2 separate regions of the Sus scrofa genome follow, and region 1 is linked to region 2. A link is a contact called in public HiChIP or PLAC-seq data. All regions are on one chromosome and are shown on one strand. Each heading gives the region's core, a stretch centred on a gene start, on an enhancer-like site or on the middle of the called end of the contact. The rest is flanking DNA. Distances are from core to core; before and after follow the strand shown.

Region 1 (2,831 bases), core at 180-2,679, 270 kb before region 2:
AGTTTACTGATTCAAGTGTTAATTTCATCCAAAAACACTCTCAGAGACACACTCAGAATAATGTTTGACCAAATTTCTGGACACTTATAGCCTAGTCAAGTTGACATAATACTAGCCATCGTGCTGGTGAATTATGCAAATATAGAAAAAAAAAAAGAGTCAGATGACATCAACCAAAAGGTCAAGCTTCCTCCATTATCCTCCTGAAAGCCAGAGGCCAGGAACTCTTCCAAGAAGTCTGTGGAAAGGCTAAGAAGCTTCCCTTTTTGACAAGCTGAGGTGAGGGAGATGACCCACCAAGGGCAGAACAGGGTCCCTAACTTGGGATCCAGGGCCTAAAGCATCATCCAGATAATGTGTGGATGTTCACCTGTCAGGAGAGACTCCATGACATCATCAGATGCTCAAAGGGCCTGTTACCTAAGCAAGTCTAAGAACTACTGCTCCAGAGTGAGCAGAATCTTCTTAATGAGCTAATAATCAGAATCAAGAACCATTGAAGTTTTAAATATTCATAAGTTACAAGAAGGAACATACTTCAGAGCAATGGATGTATGATTTCAACTGACTCTTTGGGCCTTAGTTATTATGATTAAAGTGAGGGAAAATGTCCTAGAACGTAACTGACACACAGACCGCAGTGCCCATAGCAGACCCCTGGGTCTCACTTGGAACAGAGAATAAGAACTTGAAGCTCCGGAATGAAGGGCAGCCAGTCAGTAGGTAGCCAGTGGTATCCATGACGGTGAATGGGCCAAGTGAAGCTAACCCTGGGAGAAATGCCTTCTGAAACATGAAGGACTTCTTGTGGCCAGATAGACCCAGGAGGGTCAGAGGGTTCCTGGGCACAAAGGGAAGGCCTCAGTGAATTCCACCAACTTCCCTCTCTTCCCACGCGTATCCGTTACCACTCTGACAAAGCTACTATGATTAAAGAGCAGTGGAGGTCATATGTAAACTGAGCTTCCAGGCAAAAGTAAGGGGAGCTTCCTGTCTCATTACCCAAAAGGTCTCTTGTTGATCTATAGTAACCTTCTTGTATTCATTTCCTAAGGTTGTTGTAACAAAGTACCACAAACTGAGTGGCTTAAAACAACAGAAATTTATTCCCTTACAGTTCTGAAGACCAGATGTTTGAAATTAATGAGTCAGCAGGGCCAGGCTCCCTCCAGAAGCTTCTGGGAGGAATCCTTCCTTGCTCTTCTAGCTTCTGGTGGTTGCTGTCAGGCGATCTTTGGCTTTCCTTGGTTTGTAGACGCCTCACTCCAATCTCTGCCTCCATCCTCACATCCTCTTCTCCCCATGTCTCTATGTACAAATTTCCCTTTTCTTATAAAGGCATCAGTCATTGAATGTAAGGCCCACCCTGATCCAGTGTGACCTCACCTTAACTTGATTACCCCGGCAAATGCCCTGTTTCCAAATAAGGTCAGATTCACTGACCCTCAGGGTTAGAACTTGAATATGCAGTATGGGGGGATACATTTCAGCCACAACAATTCACATGTAGAAACTTCCTCTTCTTTTGGAGAAGAGTCTGAAACATGTAAGATAAATGGAATGTGAGATAGAGACTTTTGACTCTGTATATAGAGCCATGATTTCCTATGCTTCAAATCTATTATTATCATGTAAAAAAAATTACATTTTGTCAAATTTTATTTTGCTAAGTAAAAGCATTAAAATAATAAAACAACATCTACCACGCCAGAAAAAAAAAAAAAAAAAGGAAGAAACTTCTTCTAAATGGGAGCTTGTTGTCATTGGAGGAGACAGGCAGTATATAGCAACTGCTATTCACCAGGCCAGTCTCAGGCACTGAGGATACCATAGTGAATAAGACGGATAAGGAGCCTGCCCTCATGGAGCTCTGAGTGCAGTGGAGAGAGACAAAGTGTGAACAAGCAGACAAGCAAAATAATTTCAGAGAGTAGTAAGAAGTGTCACCCCAGCAGCTCCAAAGTGGCCATCCAGGTGGCAGAGAACTGAGGGGACCTTCAGTGACAGACACCTTGTGTATGTGGGCATACTGTAGCAGAGACCTTGAAGCAGTGGTGCTAATGAATGATACCAACCCACAGAATGTGGGTAGATGAATTAGCTAATGTTTGTCAAGTGGCTTGAAGATCAGAGCTCTACCTAGTTGAAAAGCTTTTTACTGCTGTTCCCAAGAAGTCAATCCCCTTAGAAAAAGAGGCCGCCTCCCAGGGCAGTGGCCACTCTCCATCTGATGGGATAATATCTTCACCATGTTTTCATCTGTCAGGAGAGAGAGAAGAAGAAAAAAAGGGTTTGTTTAATTAGCAGGCAATGTTTTTCTGGAAACAGCTTCTGTGAATTAGCAAAGAGGCTGCAACTCCCAGTGTATTATTATCATTTGTCTTTCCCCCCAGCTGACATTTACAGTCTGTCGCAAGTCACAAATTCCTAAAGGATAAATGTGCTGGGGGGAAGGCTAGGTGGTGAGACTGACAAGCCACTAAGGACTCCTGTTGCAATTCAAATTTAAGATCTTGTAAGAAACATCTGCAAGATCATCGGGGCAAAATGGTAGCAGAGAGAGTGGAAGCCTGGAGGGACTAAGGAGTAAATGCCTTCCTATTTTGTGTTTCTATTTCCCTGACTTTGAAGTGGGCTGATAGTCCTTGCCTGTCCCTTTGCTTCCCTGTCATATTATTTGGGTTGGTCCTGTCACCTGTGTGCACTGTTTATACCATGTTCTCAGGCAGGCAACAGAAACAGGTATCACGGGCTAAGTAAAGACCAGGAATGCCAAGAGAGACTCCACCCTGTGTCAGGGAGGAGTGGTGGGAACTCTGGCAAGTCCAAGG
Region 2 (2,708 bases), core at 175-2,674:
TTTTTAATGACAGAAGGTAAAATCAAAAGATAGTTTTTCCCTGAAAATAAGTAGTTGCTCAGGACACAGGTTACGTGTATTGCATTTATATTGCTTCTTTGAAAAAAAATTTTTTTAGCCAGGTATTCCATTAACAAAAGACCATGCCACATTCACCTAATCTTTTGATCTCTGCATACTAGTATTACCCAAGGGAACCTTATCAAAGAAACTGGTTGGCAAATCTACCAAATAAGAGTCTCAGGTCCCTAGATTTTGATAGTCACCTTAGTAAATACAAAACTTCAGCTACTTGAACAACAGGGCTTGTAAAGTGCATTAGTTATAAGAAACACAAGAGAAGTGCTAAACTCACTTAGTAGGACTTGATGTCATCAATAGGGCAAAAAAACAACATTATAGTTTTCTATTCAGATTTTATTTGAAATCTAATTCAAATTGTCAAAGCTACAAAAGGGGGAAGACATCCGTATTATTTTTTTTGCTAAGTCACAACATCCTAAAACAAAATACCACTACTGCCAGCAGATCCATTATACACATTTCTGATGAAATTCATTAGCACAATAAAAATTTCATCTTGAGAAACAGCCACAACGGAAGTAATTTATACAATATAAAACAACGACAGATCTACAGATGCAGTTACTTATGAGTTTACACATGCATTCACAAACAAATAAAAACCCCAGGAATGCTCTTTCATTAGATTTTTTGTTTTTTGTTTTTTTAAAAAACAGACTGTTCAGGCACAAAACAAAATCGCATTTTCAATAAATGACAGCATCTTAAAAATTTATGTCAGTGTTTGTTTTTCTTTGACTTTTTATGAGACCTGTGTGGAGATCGGGACTGGGATCTGGATTTCTTCCCTGATTTTTTAGGGGATCTAGACCGTGATCGCCTAGACCTTTTAGGTGTCCTTGAACCAGATGGTGATCTGAGGAAACAAATAAAAACAATTTAACCAAAGTAATCATGTGATCAAGACTGACTATCCTTATCTAAAATGATCTTTATTAGAGCACATGAAAGTCACTTAAATGATAAAAAAGCTGTAACTTTCCAAATTTATACTTTGCCTACTGTATACACACACACACACACACACACACACACACACACACACACACACACACTTTGTACTACTATAAACTGCATCAATGATATCAGTAGTGTGTGTGCTTAGAAAGAGACTCCTGAGCTTTACCACTGTTCTACTGAATCAAAATCTTGAGAGGCAGGGGCTGGGAATTTGCACTTTAACAAGCTCCTGAGATTATATGAGCCAAAATTCAAAAATGGCATTTAAGATCATTTACAAAATTTTAAAAACAGAGAAGCTTTGCAGCCTATCTTCTTGAGAGGAAAAGCGCCAACTATTTAAGGGAATCACTTAAGACAGCATAACTTTGTAAGTGCTGTTCACAAAAATTACAAAACAAATAATTACGCAAGTACCATTTAGAAAACGAGTTATCTGTTGCAAAAAGGTTTCATTAAAAATGATTACACAATACAAACGTTTTAGGATTAAAAAGCAGTTTTAGCTCTCAGGAAAATTCCTCCATGTAACACCATTTAATAAAACATTTTTGAACTGTCTTTCTGGAACTCAGAGGAGAAAGGTAGACAACACACTAAGTTACACACTGAAGAAATGGTATTTATGTCCAAGTCTCTACCCAAGAACTTGCTAGTAAGATTACTGCTGGGTGGGGAAGGAGGATGTATTTTTCTTTCAACTTTGACAAAAATCAAAGAATATTCTATAGAAACTACAGAGCAGAAAGAAAAGTAAAGCAGCTATCCCTTTTCCACAGGAAACTGGATATGAAATTTAATAAAATTGGCTGGTCTTCACTTTTTGGAAGCTTTCTTGTACCTTCAGTCATGAGGGGACTGGGGTGGGGGGATGGGAAGGACCAAATCTAAAATGAAAGTATGTCCCTTGGGTTTTCTAAAATCCTTGAAAAAAATGGCTGCCAACCAAATTATTTTCAAAAGCTGGTGGAATGACAAGGAAACTGGCATTTGAAATATTACAAAAAATGACTTGTGTTTACCTTTTGGCCTTTTTGCTAACATCTCTAGGAGAATCTTTGTGAGATGACCTGGACCGTGAGCTCTCTTTATGAGATCTTTCTGAACGCTCTGATCGCTCCGATTTTGGTGATGGGGATTTCACTCGTCTACCACTGCTACTGCGAGATGGGCTAGGGGACGTACTGTGTCGCCTTTTCCTATGGAACAAAGCCCCCAAACATTCCATAAGTGAGCAAAGGATCAGGTATTCATTCTCCTTCTACTAAATTAGCTTTTAATTCCTAGTAGTTTACACTAAACTTTTTTTCAGCTAACTTTATTATTTTCCAAAAACATTCCAAGCCCCTTACAACAAGAAAAAAGTCTTAAAGATAGACAGGTTCATCTAAACAAAAACTAAATTCAACTAAGTTGGATTTTCTCCTCCTAAGAGAGATTACTGGAACAATGGACAAAATTTCATCTAGGTCTCTGATTAGGTAATAGTTTTTTAAAATGTTAATTTCTTACTGTTGAAACTTTTTTTGTTTTTATCTTGAAACTTTTATTGTGGTTGAGTATGAAAATGGGGCATCATGTAGGCAAGCTACTCTTAAATGGTTAGGAGATAGAAGGGAAAGGCAGGGGAAGAAGAAAATAAAGCAAAAGGAGAAACATTTTAA

The links. HiChIP or PLAC-seq counts read pairs in DNA pulled down with a chosen protein or histone mark.
Region 1: an H3K27ac HiChIP or PLAC-seq map of alveolar macrophages shows a contact between it and region 2. The contact joins two enhancer-like sites. A contact is called at or near these places in 1 of 47 Hi-C or Micro-C datasets (epiblast stem cells) and 1 of 2 datasets of contacts at active chromatin or transcription factors (alveolar macrophages).

The regions. Positions count from the first base shown.
Region 1 is chr13:84,020,224-84,023,054 of Sscrofa11.1, reverse strand. All of the region lies in intron 17 of SLC9A9 (sodium/hydrogen exchanger 9), which reads left to right. Among named protein-coding and RNA genes, the nearest start is that of CHST2, 200 kb to the right of the region's middle. Within about 2 kb of position 1,429, at least 8 of the 83 cell types and tissues checked have an H3K27ac peak or open chromatin away from gene starts, as enhancers often do. A contact at or near this core is called in alveolar macrophages, where this site is marked.
Region 2 is chr13:83,753,842-83,756,549 of Sscrofa11.1, reverse strand. U2SURP (U2 snRNP-associated SURP motif-containing protein) reads right to left here. Exons shown (of 28, transcript XM_013982108.2): 27 at 2,067-2,243; 28 at 1-940. The coding sequence ends at 802. Among named protein-coding and RNA genes, the nearest start is that of U2SURP, 51 kb to the right of the region's middle. Within about 2 kb of position 1,424, at least 2 of the 83 cell types and tissues checked have an H3K27ac peak or open chromatin away from gene starts, as enhancers often do. A contact at or near this core is called in alveolar macrophages, where this site is marked.